Regions from separate parts of the Mus musculus genome. Here regions 1, 2 and 3 are each linked to region 4. A link is a contact called in public promoter capture Hi-C data. All regions are on one chromosome and are shown on one strand. The core of a region is the stretch at or near the end of the contact, and the rest is flanking DNA. Distances in the headings are between cores, read along the strand shown. Region 1 holds the start of Npm1 (nucleophosmin 1). Region 2 holds the start of Eml6 (echinoderm microtubule associated protein like 6). Region 3 holds the start of Acyp2 (acylphosphatase 2, muscle type). Region 4 holds the start of Bod1 (biorientation of chromosomes in cell division 1).

Region 1 (2,700 bases), core at 143-2,642, 1.5 Mb after region 4:
AAGTAGTATGGTGAAATCGGTATAAACACTACTAGAATTAATGAACGAGTGGCAGAGTTCACTGTTCCTTTAATCTCAGGACTGTTAAAAAGCTAAAACGTGAATCACTGAAAAACAAACTGATTCTTTTAAACAAAAACTGGGTGTAGGGTAGGCAGCAAGACTATAGATGTGATCCCCAAAAGCCTTGATGCTAAAGCGAATCTTGTCTGTTCAACAGATCCTTCCCTCTCCCCACCCCAAGAAAAAGTAGTTCTAGATAGAGCCAGGTAGATGATTTAAGGGTACTCCTAACATTAAGCCACGTGGGCCATCAGTACAGCTATCTGCAACGTGATGCTGACTCCGCCTACCAGAGGCAAATTAAAAAGGGGGGGCTCCATCACTGTGGATACTGAAAGATATGAACAAAGATCTCAAAAACCCATACGCCACGGGCTATGAAATAAACATTTCCCTCCCAGAACTTTTAACTAAGCCACAAGATCCCACGGCTGAAGGTTGGCTAGAGTCGGAGAGCCCGGATGTAGAGCCCACACCCCCTCCCTAACCCCCAACCACGTGGCAACCACGTGCTCCTAGGGGTTGCTGCCCCTTCTGCCTCAGGGCGCCTGCTCGGACCATTCCCCGTTACTGGGCGAAGCCCTCGGTCGCCACAGAATACAAGATGCGGCCCCTGGAAAGCCCAGCGCCTGCAGATGTATCCTCCCCAACAGGGCGGAGGTAGGCCTCGCCTCGCTCCACAGGCCCCTTTCTCCCGTGCCGCCTGCCGTGGCTCAACACAAGAGGAAAAAAAGGAGCTCGGAAGCGACCGTGCGGGCTTTCGTGCACAGGAGAAACGCCTCTCAAGTTCGCGCCACAGGCAAGGTCGCACCCTCGCCGGCCGGCCGGCCGCTCCTAACACCCGAGGCTACAGGCTGGGCCGCTCCCGCCCCATTTTCCGGCGGCTTTCCTAGTGTTCAGGCCGCTGCTTCTAAGGCCTGGGAGATTCCTCCTTGCTCTCCGGCCTCCACCTACGCCGCGTTCCCCACACGCCAGGCCTCGGCTGGGCTCCCGCCCCCCCCCCCATCACCAGGCCCTGCACACGCTTCCCCCTCCAGTCAGTTACCGAAAAGGTAGTTCTGAGGCCTAAGAGGACTCATGTCCATATCCATCGAGTCTTCCATGAGGTGGAGGCGCGCACTTCGGTGTGGGAGAAGCCGGACGGAAAACAACTGCCTCCTGTTCCACAGAACAGACGCGCAGGACGGAATCACGCCAAGGAAAGGACGCGGGCTCTCCGCACGTATATATGGTCGCAGGAGATCTCGCGAGATCTGCGCTAGTCCTGCCTCCGCGAGCCTCCTCTGGATCCCTCCCACTCCCCGCACAGTCGCGCTTTTGCGCGTGCGCCTTTCATCCTCACGCCTAGGTACCTCGCCCCCCTCCTCCTCCAGGTGCTTGGCGGGCTCTCACTGCGCACGCGCGTTCGTCTCTGGCCCCGTCCCTCCACTACTGTCGCCCAAGCGCAGGCGCGTTTTCTCTTTGTGGCCTCGCTCTGGGTTTTCAGGGCTTCCACGTCTTCTCCGCTCGTGCTCGCGGGCCCAGGGCCGAGAGCGTGCGCAGCCCACCCTGAAAGATGGCGGCTGCAGCCAGGGAACCACAGAGCGTCTCTTTTCTCCACCCTCCGTTCCCCGTAGGCCTGGAACAAGCATAATCACCTCAGGATTTGGCTTGCTCGAAGGCTTGCTCTTCGTTTTCACGTAGCTTCAGGAGCCCAGGGCGGAGTGGCTGGATCTAGGCTACTTTCCCCGCAGCCATGCTTTTGCACCTCTTTTCTGAGGCAGCATTTTCAAAACGAAAATTATCAGCTTTATGTCATTTGGGGACCAAAGAGAAACCCAGTCAGTCGCCTCCAAAGAGCATCTTTCTAAAACTTTAGAGCGTGCAGAACTGAGAAAACGCAGGCCGTCTTCATCATTCCAAATGAAGGCCTATCGCTTTTTTAGAAATTCATGAGCCTTAATACGAATCTTCGGCTGGGAATTAGCGCTTTAAAATGAATCCTGACGAACATCCCTCAGCGTTGGGTGCTTTCTGACAGCGGCCCTAATCTTTTTATCTCAACATGGAGCTAGCATATTTAAGAATTTGGGGGAGGAATGTAGATAATGGTACCAATGTTTGTAGACTCCAGAGACGTGTCAGATATAAATGCATGTGAGCCCATTACGTATCAAATCCTAAATTCGGAGATATCTGTCAATATGTGAATTTCAGTTTGCAACTATAAGGAAAAAATCATGAAACTTGGAAGAATTGTGTGTGTAAATAAACAGAGAAAAAAAAAAAAAAAGTCGGGCGTGGTGGCGCACGCCTTTAATCCCAGTTTGCGGGAGGCAGAGGCAGGCGGATTTCTGAGTTCGAGGCCAACCTGGTCTACAGAGTGAGTTCCAGGATAGCCAGGGCTATACAGAGAAACCCTGTCTCGAAAAACCAAAATAATAATAATAATAAAATAAACAGAGATAGACTGGGTATAGTGTGGGAAAGAACGGGTGAACAGAATTTGACCATCCAAACTGAGAAGGTGCAGGAGGAAGCATTGATACCCCTTGAGCCTGTGCAAGCCAGACAGTTTGATTGTTTCTGGATTCTGAAGCTTATTTAAATGCAGCTCATGCTGGTTTAATCCCAGCACTCTGGAGGCACAGGCAAGTG
Region 2 (2,929 bases), core at 184-2,683, 1.6 Mb before region 4:
CCGGGTGCCCCGAGCGCCGACTCTGTCCTCTTCAAGGCTCGAGCTGCGACGGACCTGCAAGGGCTCAGGGTACAGCACCGGGCGCCAATTTCCGCGGCGACGCACAGACACAGCCCAGCACGCTGGCCGCCACCATCATCTGCTGCTGCGGGAGAGGAGCCGCCGACGCCGGTGCACAGCAGCAAGACCCCGCTGGGCTCCCCGACTCCTTCTCCCGGGGTCAAGCGGGCCTCGAGGGTACCAGTACCCGCACACACGCCTCACTGCACCTGCGGGCTTTGGGCGGCGGGAGAGGTTCTCCCCGGGGTCACCCGGCCTTTAAAATCAGAGATCTGCATATCCAGACACGGATTACCAGTTCTCCAAGTTTGAGGAGCGCGGGGGGCTTCGCAGCAGGCGGTGGGATTTATTCTGTGACAGGTCTGATCTGACAGGCAGACGGTTACTCCGGTTTACTGCTTTGCCATCACCGTCCTTGGATCCGAAACTGACAGTCTATATCTAGGATGCGAGAACGAGGAAGAGAAAGAATTTTTGCATGTCACCCAGCACAAGAAAATAATTACCAAACTAAAACCAAGTTGTGGGATTTTTGTTTGTTTATTTTTGGTTTTTTTTTTTTTTGATTGTCCACATTTCTCCTTCCATATCCACCTTAATTATAGGAAATACTCCCTAAACACTTCTGGCCGGTAGTTGCTGCTCCAATTTGCAGTAACACTTGCTGTTTCCTCTATAAAGCCAGGGTGAATATGCAATGGTCATTCTTTTAGATGTTCCAATTAGCTGTCATATATGTGTTTAAAATCCAAACCCTCTATGCGCCTTCTCTTCACAGAGAAAATCATAAAAACAAATAAATACTTAACAGCTCTCCCCTAATTAAAGACTCCAATTGCAAGTGTCATAATTTTTTTTTCTCTGAATCGGAGGAAATCCGGCTACCTACAAATGCTCCCGATCGAAAAATAATAATAAAAATAATAAAATAACAGCAACAATAATAAAGTGTCAAAAAAAATCATGCTCCTCTCCCCACGGAGATTTGAGCTAGCTATGAGACCCAAGGGCTCTAGGATCTTGCCTTTAGGTTGGCAGGAGGGGGGGCGGGGTCTCCCGTGGAGCCCGGGTGTCAGCGACACCCCATGCTCAACCTGGCGCCCACTTTTGCAGATCTGAGGGTTGGTAGCCCCAGGTACACCTGGCTCAGGCTCTACGGTCCTAGCGAGTTCCTGCACTCCCACCCGGACCAGCCTCGCACGTAGCATCCCTGCTTTCTCCGCCTCTAACCTCTGCTGCCGGCCTTGCGTCCAGGATCTCGCACCAGCCAGCGAAATCCTCTGCCTGCCCTCCCTCCCTCCCCGCGCTCCCGGGTTAGGTTTCGTCACCGGGGATCTGGGGACCAGCTCTTCCTCCTTCCCTGGCTCCAGGGGCGGGGCCAGCGCAGGGAAGAGTTACGCGGCGAAATTGCGCCGGTTCGGAAACGCAGACGCCTCCTAGGGCCGAAACCTCACCTCCCTTTGCCCGCCTGTTCCCTATGCATCTTGGAAATCGTAGTCCTCTGTAAACCAGCTGCTGAGGCGAGCGCCTCTAGTGTACTACAAGTCCCAGGATTCCATGCATCCGCAGGGCCTTAGTACCGGTGCCAGGGAAGTCTGCGTTTCTCCTATCGGACCCAGCAACTCACCCAGAATGGCGTTGGTGTTCCATGGTGACCCAGGCCAGCGGCATGCGCGTCTGTGCTGAAAGCAGAAAAGATGACGTGGAAAAAAATTCAGGGGCTTTCCTCAGGACTTTCACTTGCGCCAGTCCCAGAGGATTGCTGTAGCCCATCTCTTTCCTTGTTGCAGCACTTGACTAACGCTGTTTCCTACTTCAGTTTCCCCTATTATTCCAAAGGATTCTGATTTATCCAAGTGCAGTGTTACAAAGTTTAAGAAAAATACAGTGGCGTGTGGTCACTCTGTCATGTGTAGGGAAATAAGCGCCTTCCTGTGACCTGCCTTGTGCCCATGCAATAAATTTGGCCGTAAAAAACAGAAGCCAGTGGCTATTCTAAAACTACCTGGAATAAACTAATTTATTCGTTCTGATTTTCAGATTATGGCCGCAGCCAACTTTTGAGAACAGATTTTATAATCCACTTGACTAAGAAGCTACGAAAGGTTGATACTTTTGACTCTTCTGTGTTCAAGATGTTTCTTTATCTACGTGGAGTTTTAATAGGATGCTGTCCTGGTAGGAAAGGCAATGCTATAGATAAGCACCTAAGTGTAGTGAGCTGTTGCCTACAATGTTGAAGAGAAATTGAATACACTTCATATTTTCTGAGAAAACAGAGTCAACAAATTCGAGGAGGTCTCTCTCTCGCTCTCTCTTTAAGACAGTAAGGACACTACTAAACATTAAAACATGGCTTAGAGGGGCTTGAAATGTCTTGGTCTGCTTTCTATTCCTTTAATCATTTATGCAGAATTTTGTTTGTTTGTTTGTTTGGTTGGTTGGTTGTTTGGTTGATGATTCTAGAGGCAAGGAAAACCAAGAACATTGCGCTCATCATCTGATGATGGGCTTAACTACATCCTATGCTGGTAGAGGGCATCACATAGCATGATAGAACGAGAATGCTAACTCCTGTGTCTTTTTAAAGCCATTAGTGTCATGGTCGACCCAACCTCATTGACTTATTGATTTATCTAATGCTGACTAACTCACAGAAGCCTTATCTCCAAATACCATTAACATGTAAATCAGAAAATTGAATTTTAAATATATGGACTTTGTGGAATATGGTCAAACCATAGCAGAAACAAAGTTGAGAGCAAAAATCGAGATGGTGAATTTCGTAGAGAAATAAATTATATATAAGAAGACAAAAACATCTTCCAGAAATAATAAGGAAAAGCTTCATGGAAGAAATATGAAATAT
Region 3 (2,700 bases), core at 51-2,550, 1.0 Mb before region 4:
CCGCCCCACCCCCCAAAAAAGAGAAAAAATAAAGAGAAAAAGAAAAAGAAAGAGAAGGAGGAGGAGGAGGAGGAGGAGGAGGAGGAGGAGGAGGAGAAAGAGGAAAAGGAAAAGGGAAAGGGAAAGAGAAAGAGAAAGAGAAAAGAGAAAGAGAAAGAGAAAGAGAAAGAGAAAGAGAAAGAGAAAGAGAAAGAGAAAGAGAAAGAGAAAGAGAAAGAGAAAGAGAAGGAGAAGGAGAAGGAAAAGGAAAAGGAAAAAGAAAAAGAAAAAGAAAAAGAAAAAGAAAAAGAAAAAGAAAAAGAAAAAGAAAAAGAAAAAGAAAAAGAAAAAGAAAAAGAAAAAGAAAAAGAAAAAGAAAAAGAAAAAGAAAGGCATTATTTTTATGTTGAAGACCGGAACCTGCATTACAGGCTTATAAGGACTAGCTCGTCCTTGGTCTGGTACAGAGCAGAGCACCCATTCCAGGGCTTGGTGACTATTAAGCAAGCACTCTACTGAGCTACATTTCCAGTCTCAAAAAGTTTTCTTCTTTTAAATGGATGATATACATTAAATAGTTACAGTATTTATACGCCATTAGATAATTTTCTCAAGTGTATAGACCAGCCTGGTCTTGAACTCAAATATCCACCTTCTTCTGCATAAGGACTACATGCACTACTATGTCAAGTTGCGTTAGAAAAAATTAAAAGAATGTTTTAACGTTTTAAATTACAAATATAAAGATTTAAAGTAAGTCAGACATTATATTCTATGCATCTATTTAAGCTTATAATCAAACAAAAATTTTAAAACTTCACTTAAATGGCCTGGGAGTGTACTTCAGCAATCTAGTACGCAAATGTAAGACTGTGCATAAATATATAAGGTTCAATCTCCAAAACCCAGGAAGGAAAAATTGCTAGCTGGAGAGGGGCTACAACCTCTGACAAAGTAAATCACCCAGTATCATTCAGGTACCCTTGCTTTTCTGCCGCACTTAGGCGTCCCCCACCCCCATCCTATAGGCTTGCAGCGTCCTCTTCGGGAACCCAGGGTGACCTCCCTCCGCCCCGCGCTAGCCCGTTCTCCCCGCCCCGGGCTGCTGTGTCATGGCTGAGCGGAAGTCGCTGCCTCAGTGAGAAGAACCGTCCCTAAAATGGATGGCATAAGCTTCCTCCTCTCCCTCCCACGGCCTCGTCTTGGCATCCCAGGTCAGACCGTACCTTGCACTGTCCCGAACACTTCGTAGTCCACAGACTTGAGCAGCTCGGTCATGGCGGCCAGCCTTCTCCCGAGCAGCATTAGCTGGGTATGTGGCGCGGAGACTGCGACAGCCGCCAGGGGAGGAAGACTTATGGGCTCTGGGACCGACGCCCAGAAGCCAAGACAAGAGCGCGCTGGGTCATGCGTAAGAAGATGGCAGATGACCGTTGTACACAGTGAGGGCGACGGGACACCCGGCGCTCGGGCTCCCTAGCAGGGTGCTCCCTCTCTGCGTTCCCCAGGACCCGGTTCTCTAAAGAAAACGGAGGTCGGGCATGTGAGGGGATTAAACCAACTAATATCTACCCACCGACGTTTATTTGACACAAAAAAGGTTTTGTTTTGTTTTTTCTATAAGGATGAAAATAAGAGGGTGACTTGTTGAGAGGACAGAGCGGGTAAAGTCTAAGTGGGTAGAGATGAGAAGGATAATAGGGGGAAAATTACCAAAATTCATTATATGCAAGGATAAAATGTCAAAGAATTTTTAAGTTTTAGGTGATTTTATATAGGTACACTGTAAAGAATACATAGTATACCCATGGGTACACTGTAAGGAGATTAATTCAAGCTAATTAACTTTCATCTCTGATTTCATTTAAGATTTCAACGATTTTAAATATATATCATTCTTAACTATACTCACCATTGTGCAAATATATGATAATCTCCACTTCATATGAAGAAAATGTGTGCCCTTGAAACAATATCCCCATTTCCAACATCCTGAGGTGGACATTTGAAATGAAGGACCTGCTTAGCTTAGTGGCACAAAGGGTATTTGGTCAGTGTGCTGGCTAGTCTTGGCACAAGCTAGAGTAATCTTAGAGGAGAGAACCTCAAGTGAGAAAATGCCTCCATAAGATCTAGCCATAAGGCATTTTCTTAATTAGTGATTGATGGGGGGGTGGGGGAGGGAGCAGTGGAACCCAGCCAGTTGTGGGTGATGCCATCCCTAGTCCAGGGATCCTGGGTTCTATAAGAAAGCAGGCTGAGTAAGCCATGTGGAACAAGTCAGTAACCAGTCCCCACCCCCACCCCACCCCCCATGCCTCTACATCATCTCTAGGTTCCTGCCTTGTTTGAGTCCCTATCCTGATATGTACAGTGCTGTGGAGGTATAAGCCAAATAAACATTTTCCTCCCCCAAGCTGCTTTTTGGTCATTGTGTTTCATGGCAGCAATAAAAACCTTAACTAAGACAGACAATGAATCAATTCTGAAATGTTCTGACGGTGCCAAATCTGTGGTGATTCTGAGATAAAGTTAGGCTTGATCTTTTCATTCAGGCTGATGAATCTGAAAGGTGCCTTGTGGTGATTTGGCTAGCTTTGTTGCCCATACAGACTGTGTTTGAATACTTGGGCCCATGGGAAGTGGCATTATGAGGAGATATGGCCTTAGTGGAGAAAGTGTGTCCCTGTAGAGGCAGGGCTTTGAGGTCTCCTATGCTCA
Region 4 (2,700 bases), core at 69-2,568:
CCTGGGGAGCCCTCTCAGTCAGCAAAGAGGCTCCTAGCTCCACACCTTAATCTTGGCAAGCAAGTTTTGTAATGGGAAAGGAAATGTTCTGGCTACTATATACCTGCCCCGTGACACACATTCCAAAGTTTCCAAATGAGGTGAATTAGCATTTTGTTTAACGGTAGACTGGCCTTTGGCACTGGATCTAACATAGCCATTAACTCCATTTCAATTAGTTAAATGGAAAAAAAGAAGGTGCTGATTCGACAGCTTATCCCAATTTGACCTCAAACAAGTCTGCAAATGATTCAGCTGGGGAAAGGGACTATTAACGTGCAGTCCCATCCAGCCAGTGCTAAAAATCACCTCCCAGGTGAACAAGGGAACGGGTGGAGCTTCTAAAGTACTCTACCTTTCCCATGGGTTGTAAAACACAAGTTTCTTGGGTATGGAGTGGGTATACGTGTGCAGCCATTAAAGAATCCTCAAGTTCAGAAAAGCGAAAGAACTATAAATAAATAAATAAATGAATAGATAGATAGATAGATAGATAGATAGATAGATAGATAGATAGATTGATTGATTGATTGATTTAAAAATCACAGCTGGTAAGGGCTCCAGTGTCGGGTGTGCACCACTCAGAAGATAGATAGATAGATAGATAGATAGATAGATAGATAGATAGATAGATAGATAGATAGATAGATAGATAGATAGATAGATAGATAGATAGATAGATAGATAGATAGATAGATAGATAGATAGATAGATAGATAGATTGATTGATTGATTGATTTAAAAATCACAGCTGGTAAGGGCTCCGGTGTCGGGTGTGCACCACTCAGAAGATACCGGTAGTGCCCCGAGCAGCGCGTCCCTGCCAGGCTCTCGAGGTGCCTTTTGTTTTACTCCGGGCTCTGGCACGTCAAAGCAACTGGATGGTCCGCCCCCCTTGGTCCCCCGAGGCTCAGGTACCTTAGTGTCCACGTCGGCCAGGCAGTCCCGGCGGAAGCTGTCAAACAGCCCACGGCTCTTGAGCTGCTCCACTATGAGAGCGATGAGCTGCGGGTCTCCCGGAGGCAGCGAAGCGGGATTGACAGGGCCGCCGGCCCCACTCGAGCCCCCGGACGGTCCCGAAGCCTGGCCCGCCGCGCCTGCTCCCGCACCGTCCGCCATGGCCGCACCCCGCGCCCGCGCCGGGCCCCGCGCTCCGCTGCTCCTCCGGGAGCCGCGGGCAGAGCTGCGCAGACACGGAGGGGCCCACGGAGGCGGCGGCGACGGAGGCGGCAGGGTGGGAGGCGGCGGGGACCAAGGCGCTCCCCGCTCGCCGCGCTGCCGGCGCTCGTCTAATGGCGTCACCGACGGCCTTTGCATTGTGGGACGGTTGGTTTCCTGGAGCCATCACCTATGTTCTTATAGCCCGTGTCTGGCCGTTAGAAACTACAACTCCCGGCAGGCTGTTGGCTCGCTCGCGCTAGTTTGCGGGACAGCTTGGGCATTGTAGGCTCAGAACCTACCCAGTCACGGCAGCCCTCCCAAATCAGACCTCCGGGTCACCTGCAGAACTGATTAAAAGATTACGAGTGTATCCTTTAACGACTGTGATTCAGCAGCTCTGTATTTATGCCTGGCAGCCTGTGCTTTTGACAGTCGCTCCATTCCCACGATCCCCTTAAATAATGTGATCTGGGAGATTTGGTTAACAATGGGTTAATCTTATTGTTTTGACAAAATTAATTTTTACTTTTTGTGTGGCAGGGAGGGGCGGTGGAGCGTGCGACAGCACATATGTGGAGGTCAGAGGACTACTTGGGACACACTGGTCTCTCCTGTGATGTAAGTGGTGGGATCGAACACGTATCCTCCAGCTCAGTGGCAAGTGCCTATACCCTCTCAAGCTCTCTAACCTGCCTACTAATCAAACTTCTGTTCAAAAGTTTGTACCCTTCTGCCTGATTAATAGCAATGCAGATTCATTTTACGAACTCGTAAAATAACAAGAAGAAAATAAAAACTGCTGTTAAGTCTTTTTTGCATGTGTGGATTTTCGCCTTAGCATTAAATATTGTCAGCATTACTAATAGTAGATCCAGTAAGTAGAATGAATTAGATGTAATAGTGCTGCACTCTTTAAATACGTTCACAACTACCTGAAAGCTGGCACTACTATTTCTTTGTGCAGATGCAGAAATAGAAGAACAGAAATAATTACCGTGGTCATATATATACCTAGATGAAGTATAGTAGGTGCTGTGGTCCAGTGTTTAACCTAACATATCCACGGTCCTGATAGCTAGCTGTCATTTTACAACAAGTAAAATACCCTAGCTTTTACACCCACAAGTCTGCACTGAATTCCCCACTGTTGCCCCTATTAGAAAAAAAAGTTTGGATTGCTAAGAGAGACCATCATTTCAGCTAAGTGTCTGGATGAGGCAAACTTTACTTGATCAAGAGGCTTGCTGGGGCAGGAAAGGGCAGGGGAGGGAACACACCTAGACAGGAAGTGCATTTGGTTTTTATTCTGAGGAAGGTGAATCCTGTCTTTTCTCAGTTGGCTAGGGTCCAACATAACAATCTTACTCAGTTATCTGAAAAGAATTTGTGCATAAGAAGTAGAGGAGGAAGGGGAAAGAGGTCACTGCACCAAGGAGAAAAGGCCATCAAATTCCTTTGTGTAAATAAAAAATGTCCACGGGATTCTAACATTTGCAGGTC

Evidence for each region. Promoter capture Hi-C pulls out the DNA fragments that hold promoters and counts their contacts.
Region 1: a contact with region 4 is called in a promoter capture Hi-C map of liver, with 2.8 times the contacts expected there. The contact joins the promoter of Npm1 here to the promoter of Bod1 in region 4. A contact is called at or near these places in 3 of 39 promoter capture datasets (hippocampal neurons, liver and pre-B cells), 1 of 484 Hi-C or Micro-C datasets (CD4 T cells) and 2 of 9 other capture datasets (adipose tissue and liver).
Region 2: a promoter capture Hi-C map of embryonic stem cells shows a contact between it and region 4, with 2.3 times the contacts expected there. The contact joins the promoter of Eml6 here to the promoter of Bod1 in region 4. A contact is called at or near these places in 3 of 39 promoter capture datasets (embryonic stem cells, hippocampal neurons and liver) and 2 of 115 datasets of contacts at active chromatin or transcription factors (astrocytes and stem cell-derived neural progenitor cells).
Region 3: a contact with region 4 is called in a promoter capture Hi-C map of embryonic stem cells, with 6 times the contacts expected there. The contact joins the promoter of Acyp2 here to the promoter of Bod1 in region 4. A contact is called at or near these places in 5 of 39 promoter capture datasets (embryonic stem cells, erythroid cells, hippocampal neurons and 1 more).

What each region holds. Positions count from the first base shown.
Region 1 is chr11:33,161,814-33,164,513 of GRCm38.p6, forward strand. It overlaps Npm1 (nucleophosmin 1), which reads right to left and starts at 1,393. Exons shown (of 11, transcript NM_008722.3): 1 at 1,109-1,393. The coding sequence starts at 1,166.
Region 2 is chr11:30,024,600-30,027,528 of GRCm38.p6, forward strand. It overlaps Eml6 (echinoderm microtubule associated protein like 6), which reads right to left and starts at 1,434. Exons shown (of 42, transcript NM_146016.2): 1 at 1,291-1,434; 2 at 1-501.
Region 3 is chr11:30,648,096-30,650,795 of GRCm38.p6, forward strand. It overlaps Acyp2 (acylphosphatase 2, muscle type), which reads right to left and starts at 1,301. Exons shown (of 4, transcript NM_029344.3): 1 at 1,206-1,301. The coding sequence starts at 1,284.
Region 4 is chr11:31,670,544-31,673,243 of GRCm38.p6, forward strand. Bod1 (biorientation of chromosomes in cell division 1) reads right to left here and starts at 1,319. Exons shown (of 4, transcript NM_001024919.1): 1 at 958-1,319. The coding sequence starts at 1,158.